5 separate regions of the Sus scrofa genome follow, and all the other regions are linked to region 5. The links are chromatin contacts, called in public Hi-C, HiChIP or PLAC-seq and promoter capture Hi-C maps. All regions are on one chromosome and are shown on one strand. The core of a region is the stretch at or near the end of the contact, and the rest is flanking DNA. Distances in the headings are between cores, read along the strand shown.

Region 1 (2,700 bases), core at 64-2,563, 200 kb before region 5:
GGCTATTTTGCTGGCCTGTGAACACTGCTGGGTGGGAGAAGGGCAAGAGAACAGACTTTGGGATCCTGGAGTCTGGATTTGGGGAATAAGTAAAAGTAGGGCAATGAATCTGGAATCAGACTGGGAGGGTTTCTGGTAAAAGCAGGGTCACTCTGGGTGTCTGAGATCAGCAGTCCATGCTAGGGTCAGAAGGAAGAAGGGGTGGGTTTGGGTCCTGGACTTGCATTTGAATGAGGCTTTCCAAAGCTGACTCCTACAGGAAGCCTGTCTTGGGTGGGGGGGAGAGTTTGGTGACTGGGTCTGCAGTACCAAGCAGGGGCAGGGGCTCTAGCTGGGGGGAAGCCACGTGGGTAGGATTTCCTGACATAATGGGAAACTGGGTCTACAGTATGTGAGGCTGAAGGAGAGTGGCCGGAATTGGAAGCTCCATCAAGGGTAGAGCTGGTGGTTCAATCTGAAAGGGAACTAGGTTTCAAAATGCCAGTCCTAGATGGGACTAAGGATACTGATGGGCACTGGTTTAAGTTCCAGGAAAGGGGTCCTGGGTGTGGGCTGGAGTCCCACGCCAGGAACAGAAATCTCAAGGAAGGACAGAATTCCTTGTTGTATTTAGAGGATTTCTGGATCTAAACGGGAATCACCACTGGGACCCAGAAAGGCCGATCGAAGAACAGACTTACAACTTAAAGTACTGGGAACTCTAGGGATTGGGAGGGGCCCATGGGATGTCCAAGATCACAAGGGGGTACTTGAATAGGATCAGGGTCAAGATTCTGAGGTAAGATTCGGAGCGTAAATGGAAGGTCCCAAACGGAACTGGGGGGGAAGCCCAAAGCTTGTCTTGGTAGTTAAACTCTGAAGAAGGTGCCCTAGGGGTGAACTGGGAGTTCCAAGAAGAAATCGGCAGGGGGAGGCTCGGATAGCAGGCAAGGGACTCAAGGGTCCCGGAAGTTCTGGGATCCCGGAGTTGAATCGAAGAACCCTGGGCGCTACTGAAAGTCCAGACTGTAGGGTGGGAATCTCAGGTGTCCATGGCCGGGTTCCTAGCAGTATCTGAAGTCAGAACTCTGAAGCAGAGACCCGGGAGTGGGGGAAGGGGCTGGCCGCGCGCGCTCTACCTGGTGCCTCCAGCGGAAGAGGCTGGCAGTGTCGATATTGGGGTGCGTCTCGTCTTCATCGTCAGACACCTCGATGTGATCCCACACGCTGTAGTCCACCATCTTGCCTTGGCGGCCCAGCCAGCTCCGACTCTGGCGGCGGTAGCGGCAGCACGGAGACTCGGACCGCCGAGCCCCGCCCCTTCCGCTTCCGTCTGGGCGCGCACGCCCCCGCCCGCACGTGACGTCACATCCTTAGTAACCCTGGCAGCGGCCCTGGCGACCGAGTTCTTAAAGAGCCCTGCGCACGTGTCCCAACTCCTGGGATTCTCCCTCAAACCTCATCCCATCCTGCTTCGGGCACTTCCTGGGGGGTATATGAGTGGGTTCTCCAACCTCGAGCCCCGCTAATCTCCTGCCGCCGCATAGTGGGCCTTTACGGCGGCCGTAAGTGAGCAGTTGGCGAGCCTGAGGGAGAGGATTGTCCTCTTAGCCACGCTGCAGTGACGTCAGCCCTAGCCCACTGCTGGGTTCCTTGTGAAGGGGGATTTAGCTGTGTTGGGGAGGTTGTCTGATATGGAAGGACCTTCCCAGTCCGAGGGGTACAGGACCCTGTCCTGGGAGGGTCTAAGTGAAGGAAGGATATGGCCCTGCCCTTGAGGGGTTGGAGGTGATGGGAGTGCTGTGGCTCTGCCTTGGGGCCTGGTGTTTCCCCGGCTCGAACCACAGCCTCCTCCTCGCTTCTGCCACTCCTGAACGGGGATTCGCGCGCCCCCCTTCGGAATCACCCAGACTTCATTTAACTAGTCTCGGGAGCCGATCCACAGCGTCTCCCCGTGCGGCCGCTGGGTGGCACCAATGTCTAACTAGCGGCCAGTGCTTCTGGCCTCACACCAAGTGGGGAATCTTTCCCGGTGGTAGTGCTCTAGGACCGCTAGCAGGCCTTCCCCTTTCGTCTGGGGCCCCTTTTCTGGTCCTGGGCTCTAAGGACTCTTACATTGAGCTTGAGCGACCCCAGCCACACACTTTCATATATCCCTACCCACGCTTTGATACCAGGATAAAAGGCCGCGTTGCAGCCTAGGGCCGGGATTATCTCAGATTAAAGGATGCTCCGATGGCGTGGGGGATGGGAGAAGCTTCAACCACTTGCGTGAAGGGCGCCTCTTCCAGACTCCCCCAGAGTGGGCGTTTGGAGGGAAAAGGCTGGAGAGAAAGGAGTAAAGGTCTCTAAATGGGGGCGCAGGGGGGATGGGAGGGGATTCCCCAGTCGGGGGAAGGGGAGGGGACACGTCCTGACAAAGCTCCTGCCCGCTGCCTCCCCTCCCCCTCACGCTTCATTCAAACCGGCAAGGAGGCGGGCGGGGGCGGGGGAGTCCCCCTCTCCTCCTCCTCCCTCTCCAGCCCCGGCAGTCCAGCATCTCAGCAGCCGTCACGGCCTGGGCTCGCGCGCGCACGGACCCACACCTCAGGTCTGACAATCGCGCGTGCGCGCGCGCGCACACACACACACACACACACACACACACACACACCAGCAAACAACAAAGGGTCTGGACACCCCTGTCCCCTCCCGCCCCCCAGGCCGGAGAGGGCGGGGCAT
Region 2 (2,700 bases), core at 59-2,558, 190 kb after region 5:
GATTGTAGCACTCAGTGTGGTGTATGGGGAAGCTCTCGGGGGTGCGTGGATGGGGTAGTACCACGTGGGCCTCAGCTAAATTCTTTGTATTGGTGAGCACAGGAGGTGGAATGATGGTGGGGTGGAGGAAGAGGAACATTGGGAAGGACAGTACTAAATGAGCAGGTCTAGGTTAGAGAGGCAGCTGGAGAATGTGGCTGCAAACCCCTTTGGAACTCCCCCAAAGAGAATGGGCCCCTGGACCAGTGGAGGGGGGAACTGGAGGGAAGACAGATATGTGTTTGTGTGTGTATGGAAAGGGGCACTTGGCCCCGATTTGCTGGCCAGCCATCATTCGGGGCAGGGAAAGTAGAAGAGGAAAGGGGCTAAAGGAGGGGTCCAAGAATTTTTTGTAGGGGAGAAGACAGTGAAGGGCTGAGGATGGAGGAGGAGGGCCCTAGAGTAAGGGGCTGGAGATGATGGAGTGGAGCGGAGGAGTGGCTGAGTGCTCAGGCAGGAGTTCCCGGTGGGGTACTGGGGTCAAGTCCTAACTCAAACTGTTTTTCCATCCCGCCGGCTGCGGCTGGGGCGTGTCCCTACGTCCTGTCCCCGCCCCTCACTCCGGTCTTCCCCTGAACCCAGAGCCTCACAAAGCAAGCGGGAGGGAACAGGACCGGTGTAGGGGCGGGGCCTCTTCGCAGCTGGACCCCGCCCCTCAGCGTGTCACCTCACAAAGCCGGGAGGGGCAACGGGCGGACCCAAGCTTCAGGGGCGTGTCGGAGCTGCTGGGCGTCAGGTCCGCCCCCGCCGTTTTTCTAGCTGGGGAGCCACCTCTCTGGGCACGACTGTCGGGGCGGGGCAAGGGGGCGTGTCCGGGGCATAAGCACCGTCCCCCTGACGCGCGTTCCGGCCCCCTCCCTCCCCGGGCCTCGGCGGCCTCACTGCCTCACAAAGCACCGCCGGCAGTTCAGGCCGCGCCGGGCGGGGGGCGGGGCCGAGGCCCAGGGGCGTGTTCGCGCCGCAAGCACCTCCCCCGACGTACGCTCTTGTCCCCGCTGTTCCTGGACCGCGGAGTCACCTCACAAAGCGGCGACCGCTCGCGCGGGGCGGGGCGGGGTTGGGTGGGGCAGGCCCCGCCCCTCCAGCGTGCTCCCTCCCAGCGCCCAGGGCCGCCGGCAGGGGGCGCTGCGCCACGGGGCCGGGCAGCAGCCGCGGTGGCGGCGAGGCGGCGCGTGGCCGGCAGGCGGCGCTGCCCGGCTCGGCCTCTGCCTCGGCCTGCGCGGCGGCGGCAGCGGCGGCAGCGGCGGCGGCCTGGGCCCGGGCGCGGCGGCGGCGGCGGCGGCGGGGCCTGGAGCCGGATCTAAGATGGCAGCAGCGACGGCGGCGGCGGGGCCGGGCGTGGGCGGCGCAGGGGCGGCCGGCCCGGGTGTCGCGGGGCCCTGCGGGGCCGTGTCCGTGTTCCCCGGCGCCCGCCTCCTCACCATCGGCGACGCGAACGGCGAGATCCAGCGGCACGCGGAGCAGCAGGCACTGCGCCTCGAGGTGCGCGCCGGCCCGGACGCGGCGGGCATCGCCCTCTACAGCCGTGAGTGCGGGGCTCCGGGGCCGGGCCGAGGGCCGGGTTGCGCGCGGGGGCTGCGCACGAGGCCGGCAGGGCGGGGGGCCCAGGGCGGGAGGGACGCGACCACAGTGAGGGGCCCGGGGCCCCGAGGGTGAGGGGCCCTGACTCGTGGGGGCCTGGGGTGGGGTCCTTGGGGCCGAGCCGGGGGAGTTAGGTGTGCGGGTCCCCGAGTTGAGGGGTGTGGAGGGACGGTGTCAAGCGGCAGAAAAAGAGGGCGTGCGTGGTGGCCAGAGGTGAGGTGCCCGGACTATGGAGGGAAGCGGGAAATGGGGGAGTAGTGAGGGCCCTGAGATTGGGAGGGGGTGAGCAGGAAGTGGGGGGCCGCGAGTGGAAGGGAGAATTCGCAGGAAGCTGGGGTTGTGGAGGCTGGGTGGGAGGGGAGGGGGCCTGAGGCGTGGGAGAGGTGGGAGTCTGGGGGCGGGTGTGGCCGCCCTAGCTGGGAGGAGGGGGTGTGTGGCCACCTCGGGAGACCCTCTGAACTGCCAAGGACGGTTGGAAAGTGGTGCCCAGCCTGGAGGACCCTGTGCCACCCATCCGGAGGGCTTGGCAATCCGGACCCCCGAGTGGGAAACTTCTAGATCTGAGGAGAGGGCCCATGCGAGGTTGGTGCGAGCCACTGGCTGTGAGCCTCGTGGATACGTGGATGGGTAGGGTCCCTTCTTGATGCCCGGCTCTGAAGTAAGGGGTAACATTGCCTCCTTCTTCGCCACGGTCCTCCGATTTTCCTTTTTGGGGATGTGAGAAGTGGGCTGAATTTTCAGAAGCGAGTTTCAAAACTGACATTTCGGTGGGGGGAAAAAATTACAAAGGTGTTTGCCGAGGACTCTGCTTCTTTGTAGTTTATCCTTTTTCTTCCTCTTGTTACTCTTTCTTATCTGTTGTCTTCTGTCAGGATTCCGCCTTCACATTTTGTTATACTGTTACACTTAGCTTTGTCTCTCCGGGTTTCTTGCCCTGATGCTCTGGGGAGTCACTGAGGAGGCCTTTCCTGGCTTTGGCCTCTGTGAGTTTTCTGCCACTTTGGGAACAGGGTTTTCTGAAGGGAAGTGTATGGAGCTCAGGCAGAGGGTGCTCCCCACACCTCAACTTGGAAAACCCAA
Region 3 (2,700 bases), core at 113-2,612, 160 kb after region 5:
GGCAGCCACCGGGACGTAACTCACGTGTGCACACCATCTGCCTTGCGGGACTCGCTGACCAGCAGCACTCCCTGAGGGCTCTCCAGAGTGAAATCCACGTCCAGCCCAGCACCTGCGATCACCTGGGGGGCAGGTAAGAGCGGGTGGAGGACTAAGGGTAGACCAAGGGCACCTGGCAGAAGGCCATGACTGGACCGACCCAAGCAGACCATCACCAGGGGCCTACCGGAGCTTGGAAACCACCCTCACGGTGGTCCTGCCCCTTCCACTCCTTTTGGCCACGCCCCTTGCCTTGGCTCCGCCTCCATAGATTTGGGGGGCCTTGGGATGGGCTCCTAAATCTGGTCACGCCCGCATACACAGTTCTTAATCAACGTTTACCAGATTATGTCCGGCTTGGCCACAACCCAAATAATATAATGGAGCCTTGCTTGAAGCCCTTGCCTTCACCCTTTCCCCGGGAAATCCTCGTGTTGGCCACTCCCTTTCTTGTGCCACATCATGGCCACGCCTCCACCTCAATTGACACCTCTTTAGGCCACGCCCACCCGCGAGAGTCCTGCCCGCTGAAGGCCTCCCTCTTTCAATGGCCCCGCCTCCCCGCTCTCCCATTTCTAGCCCCGCCTTTGTCCGAAACATCCACCCCTTCCTCTCCAAAGCACTACCCCCGCCCCTAGCTCTCCCTGACTCAGACCCCGCGTTCTTACGCACGGGCTCCTCCTCCTTCCTTCTTCAAGGCATGCATCGCTGGCTCAGTTTGGCCACGCCCCCTCTCCCTGTCTTCGCCGGCTCCCCGATCCGGCACCCTCTACCTGGTACTCAGTCTCCAGGCTTGCGTTGGCCGGCGCAGACTGATAGAAACATTGCTTCCGCCCCGCAGGAAGCAGGAATGTAAACTCGCCATCCTGGATCGGTGGGGGCCCTGCCCCTCCTACCTCCACTGGAGGCAATAGTAGCCATAGGGCCAAGGCTAGGGCCGTGCTGGCCGCCATCATCTGGGTCACCCTCCGATTTGCTAACAGGTCGCGGTTCCTTTAAGGGTTAGCCCTGCCCCTTCTGCTACTCGACGGAACTCATTGGCCGCCGCTTCACTCCGTTGTCTGAAGGCCGCGGAGCTAGGAGTGCAGGACCCCCTGAGAGACTAGTTGACCGAATAAATGCCTGATGAACCTAAAAACGCTGGACTTCCTACACACTCTATCTTTGAAAAGCCTCCACTTCTGGTCCCAAACGCTGTTGGGGGAAAGTTTAAAAGAATAAGTACCATGATGGCATATTCTTCTCAGGCAAAATCTAAGACAACGATGGTAGAGGCGGCTGGGTCCTTGCTGTTTTCCCAGAGTACCCCGCACGCGACGACCCTTGTGCGATTCAATGTGGATGTAGCTGGTCAAAAATAGAGGTGGGGCATGGCCCTCCACGCGACCCGTAGGACTAGCATATAAAAAGGTTTAGCTAGGGCGGGTGGAGACCTTTTTATATAAACGTGGTTCAGGCTTATTCTGCGTCTGTAATCGTGGTCGCTGGTCCGACGCCTGACCTCCTCATTTCCTAGCATCTTAGGACCGTCATTTTTTCCGTTTCCTCTTCTGTAAATTGGAGGTGATGAGAAGTGAGATGAGGAGCCTAATGAGCACTGCATTTCTTGCCCAGAGTCAGAGAGGCCTGTCCCCACCCTAAACCCCAAAGGGTCTCAAACTCGATGGTCAGCAGGTAAACGGTGATTGAAGTAGCCCAGGGTATGAGGAACGACAGCCCAGTTGCTTAGCATTAGCAAGAAGCGGGAAGAAGAGTGTGGGCTTGAGAGGTTGCTCAGTTCAAGACACGCCACGGGCTTCACTACTGGACCTCAATTGCCTCATCCGTAAAATGGGTGATATTAGTCCTACTTCGTTGGGCTGTTGTGAGATGATGTTTATTTAGTGCTTGCCACATCATAGACCTTCGGTAAATAGCTGTTTTATTCTGGGTTTCTCTTCCTCCATTGGGCGTTGTGTCTTTCAGTCTGGTTTAGAGAATTTGGAGTCGACCTCCCTCTGGAAAACAGACAGATTAGCAAAGACGTCATTGGAAAGGAACACTTATTTGGTGTTTCCATCTAAACATAACACAAAATGTTTAGATGGAGGAGTTCCCATCGTGGCGCAGTGGTTAACGAATCTGACTAGGAACCATGAGGTTGCGGGTTCGATCCCTCGGCCTTGCTCAGTGGGTTAGGGATCCGGCGTTGCCGTGAGCTGTGGTATAGATCGCAGACGCGGCTCAGATCCCGCTTTGCTGTAGCTCTGGGGCCGGCGGCTGCACCTCCAATTAGACCCCTAGCCTGGGAACCTCCATATGCCGCAGGAGTGGCCCTAGAAAAGGCAAAAAGACCAAAAAAAAAAGTTTACATGGAAATTTTGAATCAAGTTAGGCCTGAGAGAGATTAGCAGGTGGTAACAATTACTCTTAGAGTACAGCTAGTGGTAGTCAGCCCTTTCTTGCATTTGGAGAGCTTGGGGAAGGAGCACTTTGTAATGTCAAAGTTCACTGGTGGTCACGTTTGATACTCTTTTTCATTCCAAGTGTTTCTGTCATTCAGACTACTCAGACACTTTGAAGTAGTTGTGAAGAATGAGTAATAACTTTTTTTTTGTCTTTTTAGGGCCGCACCCACGGTATAAGGAGGTTCCCAGGCTGGGGGTCTAATCCGAGCTGTTG
Region 4 (2,700 bases), core at 71-2,570, 180 kb before region 5:
CTGCCTCCCGCACTCTCGTCCTCAAGCAGAGTCAAGTCGCCGCCGCCGCCACTGCCGCAGCGTCCCGTATTACTATTTCATGTTTATTGAGCGCCCCGGAGAGAGGGCGCCAGGTCGGTCAACCGCAGGCTGAGGACGAGGCTCTCGCCCACCCCTGATTGGGACCAGGCCGCTACTTCCATCCTCGACCCCACCCCAAACCCCAGCCCCCAACACCCCCTCTCCCCCGCCCCGGCTGTACATAGTGGAGAAGGGCCACCTGGCGGATGGAGAGGAACTTGGCGGAAAAGTTGAGGACGCGGAGTTCCCATCTCGCCTCCTCGCACGCTTGCCCATCATGATGCCCATGCCAGGGCCTCCCAACACCAACCTGAGGTTTTATTTTTTCCCGCTTTTTAGGAGCGCACCAGTGGCATATGGCAGTTCCTAGGCTAGGGGTCGAATCGGAGCTACAGCTGCCGGCCTACACCACAGCAACGCAGGATCCGAGGGGCCTCTGCTGCCTACACCACAGCTCATGGCAACTCGGGATCCCCCACCCACTGGGCAAGGCCAGGGATGGAACCGGCATCCTCTTGGATACCAATTGGATTCGTTTCCGCTGCTCCGCAACACAAACTCCCCAACCTGCGTTTTTATTCTTTGGCTTTCCATTCCTGCCTAAGAAACCGAGAGACAAGTGATTTGCCCAAGGTCACACATCGAGGAAGGGCAGAATTGTGGTTAAAAACCAGGTTTCCTGGACTTCAGGCCAGTGGGTGAGATTCAGATTGTAGCCCTGCTGACTGTGTCGCTCTGTGACCTGGGGCTAGCATTATTCCTCTCTCTGCCTCATTCTCTTTATCAGTAAGTCCTGCTGAATAAGATCTGCCCACCCCCAGGGCTGCAGTAAGGCTGGCGTTGGGGCCAGACAGCCGGGAGATAGTGTCTTGAGAACTTCACTTCCTCAAAATGTACTTCCTTAGCAGAGGGAAAGGGGGGAGTCCCCCAAACCACAGTCCTGGGCCCTGGCTGCTAGGGTCCCCCCTCTCTCCCCAGCAACAGATTGACCGCAAACTCCTCTGAGTTGCAGGAAATTAGGGCCTTGGGCCTGAAGGAACTAGATTGACAGAGGGAGGACAGAGTTTGGGAAGATGTCTGAGCCCACTGTTTTCACTCATGAGTAAGAGCCCCAAACCAGCCTTTGCCCTTAACTTGCCATGTGACCTTGGGAAAGGATTTCATCTCTCCTGACCTCAGTTTCCTCATCTGCAACAGAGCCATTTATTCTGCAACTTTTTTTTCCTGCCGTGCCTGAGGCATGCAGAAGTTCCCTGCCCAGGGATAGAACCCTTGTCACAGCAGTGACCCAAGCCACTGCAGGGATGACACCAGACCCTTTAGCCCCTAGGCCACCAGGGAACTCCCCACTCCATAAACATTGATTGAGCATTTTCAGGCTGGTGTGAAGAATGAAATGGCCCCAGTCTCTGCTGTCCTGGGGTTCCCAGACTAGGTAGTGAGGAAGAAATAGCAAGTAAAAGCATTTGATAATTCCAGATGGTGACACAAGGGACATAAAGAAATGAGGGACCCTGAGGTCAGGGAAGGCATCTCTGAGGAGGTGACATCTGAGCAGAGACCTAAATGAAGTGAAAGAGAATGCTATATGGGTGCCTGAGAGTTGAGAATGACAAACAGAGAGAACAGCCCGTGTAAAGGGTCTGAGGTAGGAGTGTGTCTCACATGTTGGGGAAAAAGCAGGGAGCACATGTGGCTGAAGCAGAGTGAGCAAGGGGTGCTGGAACGAGATGAGGCAGGGAGGTGATGGGACAGATCAGGAAGGGCCTTGTAGGCCATGGTCAGGGTTGGTTTTACTTATTTACTTATTTATTTATTTAAAGGGCCACACCTGTGGCATATGGTGGTTCCCAGGCTAGGGGTCGAATTGGAGCTGCAGCTGCCAGCCTACACCACAACCACAGCAACGTGGGATCTGAACTGCATCTGTGACCTACACCACAGCTCACAGCAACACTGGATCCTGAACCCACTGACTGAGGCCACAGATCAAACCCGCATCCTCATGGATCCTAGCCAGATTCGTTAACCTCTGAACCATGAAGGGGACCCCTTTTTTCTTTTCTTTAAGGGCCGCACCTGTGGCACATGGAAGTTCCCAGGCTAGGGGTCAAATCAGAGTTGCAGTTGCCGGCCTACCCCACAGCCATGGCAACTCTGGATCCGAGCTACATCTGTGACCTATGATGTAGCAACTCCAGATCCTTCACCCAATGAGCGAAGTCAGGAATCGAACCCAAATCCTCATGGATACTAGTTGAGTTCCTAACCCACTGAGCCACAATGGGACCTCCGAGACAACTCAATTCATAATCCAGCTGTATTCCTTCCAGACTGGGTGACGCTGGCCAAGTCACTTGTCTCTCTGGGTCTCAGCTTCCCCATCCCTGATATGGGGCTAGTAAGAACCCTGTTGTCAAAGTCTGGTGTAAAGAGTTCCTGATGTGGTGCAACAGGATCAGTGGTGTCTCTGCAGCACTGGCATGCAGGTTCGATCCCTTGCCTGGCAGAATGGGTTAAGGATCCAGTGTTGCTGCAGCTGAGGCACGGGTCACAACCTTGGCTCAGATCTGATCCCTGGCCTGAGAACTTCCATATGCCACAGGGCGGCCAAAAACAAAAAAAAAAGTCTGATCTGAG
Region 5 (2,700 bases), core at 8-2,507:
TTTGGTTTTTTTTAGGGTTGCAGCCAGGCATATGGAAGCTCCCAGGAAGGTCTAACCGGAGCTGTAGCTACTGGCCTATGCCACAGCCACGCCAGAACAGGACCCCTCTGCGACCTAAACCGCAGCTCAGGGCAACTCGGGATCTTTAACCCACTGAGGAGGCCAGGGATCAAACCTGAGTCCTCATGGATGCTAGTCGGATTAATTTCCACTGAGCCGAGATGGGAACTCGGGATCTTGCATTCTTAAACTAGCTACACTATTCCTGCTTCTGCAAAAAAGATTTATTTAGGCCGTTAAGTCCTGAACTACTTGCCTCCGAATCTCAGCAATGTCTCTATCACTTGTCTACCAACGCCTGACTGATCCTGATTCTGGAAGAAAGCAGGACTTAGCTTAGGCATAGATTGTACACTGAGGATCTGAGGCTCCCAAGAGGATGCAACAACACCAGGATCGTAAAGTGATGACGCTCGGTCCCCCATGCCTTTACTTATGACCCCGACCTCCCCGCCAAGATGTGGCTGGCCAAGTGTCTCAGTCCAAGTCCCAGATTTCCCGCAAAAGACAGTGAGGCCTTCAGTCGGGTCTTTTTCTGGATCGGGCCTCAATTTCTTCATCTGTGAATGGGGGACTGGAAGATTCTGACCAACTGGGCTCTGCCCTTCAGAGGCTCCGGGCCGGGTAGTTTAGCGGGGCGCTACCCGTGAAAAAGTTTCAACACCAAAGACCCGGATGCCGAAGCAGCAACGAGGAGTTCTGTCCGACCTTTCCTCACACACACAGCTCGAGTCTGCTCGGCCTCTCGTGGAAAAAGCAGGCAGTGGGAAGGAAGTGCCACCGTACCGCTTCAGTAGCAGAGCGAACCTCTTCTAGCAACACCAGCCACCATGAGGACGCTCAAGAGCCAGCCTCTCTGACCGTTTCCGCCAACGTACTCCTGGCGACGGGCGTAAGATGGCGGCCGCGCAAGCGCATAAACTAGGAGACCAGGGAGGCTCCGCCCCTCCCTCGGCCTCACGTGGTAATGGCCGCTCAAAAACCGCAATTGAAAAAAAGAAAGGCAATGTTGTCACATGAAACAGGCCTACCAATACCGCAAAGGCAAGGAGCAAAAGTCCTTATCACATGGCCAAGGAGATCTCCGAATTTGCCACTGTCACATGATCAAGCAAAGGCGTGGAAAGAGGAGGAAAACGTCCCGACGCCACGTAACGTCTTACGGTTCTGTCACGTGACCAGGGCCCGCCTTCTTTTCTCTGTTCCTCCCTCCCTGCCTCTCCCGCTGGGCCTGCGTCGAGCGGTAACGAGGCGGCAGGGGGCGTGGCTCCGCCCGGTCACGTGGTTCCGCACCTCCCTAGCGCGCGCCCGCCCGCCAGCTCGTCCCCGGCCCCGGCTCCTCCTCCTCCTCTTCTCGCCATTGCAGTTGGACTCAGCAGCCCGGTGCGTACCGCGTGGCTTTTTGGGGAAGACCGAGGCGGGCTGTGGCCGGAGGGCGGTGGTTGCTGTCGAGGAAAGGGACCCAGACGAGGTAAGCGTCAATGTGGCGGCGGCCGGGCCCGCTCCCGCCTTTCCCCCTCCCCCCGTTCTCTCCTCAGCGCGGGCTCGGGTGAGGAGTTGCGGAGATAAGGCCTGAGGCGCCTTGTGTTCCCTGCTTTCGTTTGGTTCTCTCGCCCCAGTGCCTGGCTCCTTCCTCCTTTGCTAGCCTACCTCCCGCGCTCGGCCGTTACTCTCCCCCATTGTGCCGAGGAGACAAAATGGCGGCGGCGGCGAGGGCCCGGTGCGCGCGCATCCGCCCCCCCCTTCGCGGCCCCTCGGCCGGCGGTGGCGCCTCTCGCGGGGGTGCGCGCGCACTGGGCCCCCGGCTGCCGCCTCCCCCGGGTCGGGCTTTGTCTGTTGGGGCGCCACGCGCGCACACGCGCACGTGCGGTGAGCACACACCCCCCTCCGACTGGAAGCATCCTGCCCCGCGGAGCAGGGGCTACCCCCCCACCTCTTCTCTTTGTCCCATTCCGGTCCCGGGTTCCAGGAGAGTCCCAGGTTCTCGAGGCGGGAAACATCGCCTCCTTTGTCTTTTCGTGGAGCGGAGAGGCAGACCCCCTCCCTGGAACCCCGTCCTTAAGTGGATTGCAGAGGAGGTCTTTGTGGGTTCATGGGGTTTTTAAATCTCTGGTTAGGCTGGCCTCCCCCAGATCCGGATCCAGAATTGCTAAAAGGTTTATTTTAAGCTTTCACTTCATTTATTTTAGATGTTTCATTGATGTTGAATTTTTTCCCGATTCTCCCTCAAAATGGTGATCAGATGTGATATTTGGGTGCCCTGTGATCTTCCAGATTGAGACCCAAACATGAGCGCTTAAAATTCTTTTCTAGCTTACTTCCTCAAGTTGTTGAGTGACTGAGATTCTTGGGGTTGCTTTAGAGGTTTTGCCCTGGGCAGTTCTTCGCCTGGGGATATTATTTGGGATGTTTAAGGATCAACATGCTCTTGCCCAGTTCAGTGTCTAAACTTGGGGAGAGTAAGCCGTCTCTTCTCAATATTTCCAAAATTGATTGAAAATTGTTTGGCATCCTGCCTAGGGGACTTGACAGATCAGCAAGGAAGCATCATTACTTTTCCTGGACTCAGGTATTTCAGTGATTCTGAATCTTTTTATGATTGTTTAGCGTTCTAATGTCTCTAAAATGAGCGGTCTGGTG

The links. Promoter capture Hi-C pulls out the DNA fragments that hold promoters and counts their contacts. A called contact is a pair of places that touch in the nucleus more often than the background predicts. HiChIP or PLAC-seq counts read pairs in DNA pulled down with a chosen protein or histone mark.
Region 1: a promoter capture Hi-C map of liver shows a contact between it and region 5, with 4 times the contacts expected there. The contact joins the promoter of CDC37 here to the promoter of ILF3 in region 5. A contact is called at or near these places in 3 of 5 promoter capture datasets (fetal liver, fetal skeletal muscle and liver), 12 of 47 Hi-C or Micro-C datasets (alveolar macrophages, blood, heart right ventricle and 8 more) and 1 of 2 datasets of contacts at active chromatin or transcription factors (alveolar macrophages).
Region 2: an H3K27ac HiChIP or PLAC-seq map of alveolar macrophages shows a contact between it and region 5. The contact joins the promoter of CARM1 here to the promoter of ILF3 in region 5. A contact is called at or near these places in 2 of 47 Hi-C or Micro-C datasets (embryonic fibroblasts and liver) and 1 of 2 datasets of contacts at active chromatin or transcription factors (alveolar macrophages).
Region 3: a promoter capture Hi-C map of liver shows a contact between it and region 5, with 4 times the contacts expected there. The contact joins the promoter of TMED1 here to the promoter of ILF3 in region 5. A contact is called at or near these places in 1 of 5 promoter capture datasets (liver), 2 of 47 Hi-C or Micro-C datasets (heart right ventricle and skeletal muscle) and 2 of 2 datasets of contacts at active chromatin or transcription factors (alveolar macrophages and skeletal muscle).
Region 4: a contact with region 5 is called in a Hi-C map of retroperitoneal adipose tissue, with 1.7 times the contacts expected there. The contact joins the enhancer-like site here to the promoter of ILF3 in region 5. A contact is called at or near these places in 3 of 5 promoter capture datasets (fetal liver, fetal skeletal muscle and liver), 3 of 47 Hi-C or Micro-C datasets (heart right ventricle, retroperitoneal adipose tissue and skeletal muscle) and 1 of 2 datasets of contacts at active chromatin or transcription factors (alveolar macrophages).

Annotation. Positions count from the first base shown.
Region 1 is chr2:69,211,596-69,214,295 of Sscrofa11.1, forward strand. CDC37 (cell division cycle 37) reads right to left here and starts at 1,314. Exons shown (of 8, transcript NM_001123096.1): 1 at 1,119-1,314. The coding sequence starts at 1,220. It overlaps LOC110259341 (a long non-coding RNA gene), which reads left to right and starts at 1,237. Exons shown (of 3, transcript XR_002341637.1): 1 at 1,237-2,700.
Region 2 is chr2:69,600,813-69,603,512 of Sscrofa11.1, forward strand. It overlaps CARM1 (histone-arginine methyltransferase CARM1), which reads left to right and starts at 1,309. Exons shown (of 15, transcript XM_021083821.1): 1 at 1,309-1,564. The coding sequence starts at 1,345.
Region 3 is chr2:69,575,059-69,577,758 of Sscrofa11.1, forward strand. TMED1 (transmembrane emp24 domain-containing protein 1) reads right to left here and starts at 1,363. Exons shown (of 4, transcript XM_003354060.4): 1 at 813-1,363; 2 at 25-122. The coding sequence starts at 995.
Region 4 is chr2:69,228,966-69,231,665 of Sscrofa11.1, forward strand. It overlaps a transcript of PDE4A not described here. Among named protein-coding and RNA genes, the nearest start is that of CDC37, 17 kb to the left of the region's middle. Within about 2 kb of position 1,321, at least 7 of the 83 cell types and tissues checked have an H3K27ac peak or open chromatin away from gene starts, as enhancers often do. A contact at or near this core is called in alveolar macrophages, liver and retroperitoneal adipose tissue, where this site is marked.
Region 5 is chr2:69,412,618-69,415,317 of Sscrofa11.1, forward strand. ILF3 (interleukin enhancer-binding factor 3) reads left to right here and starts at 1,258. Exons shown (of 20, transcript XM_021083797.1): 1 at 1,258-1,531.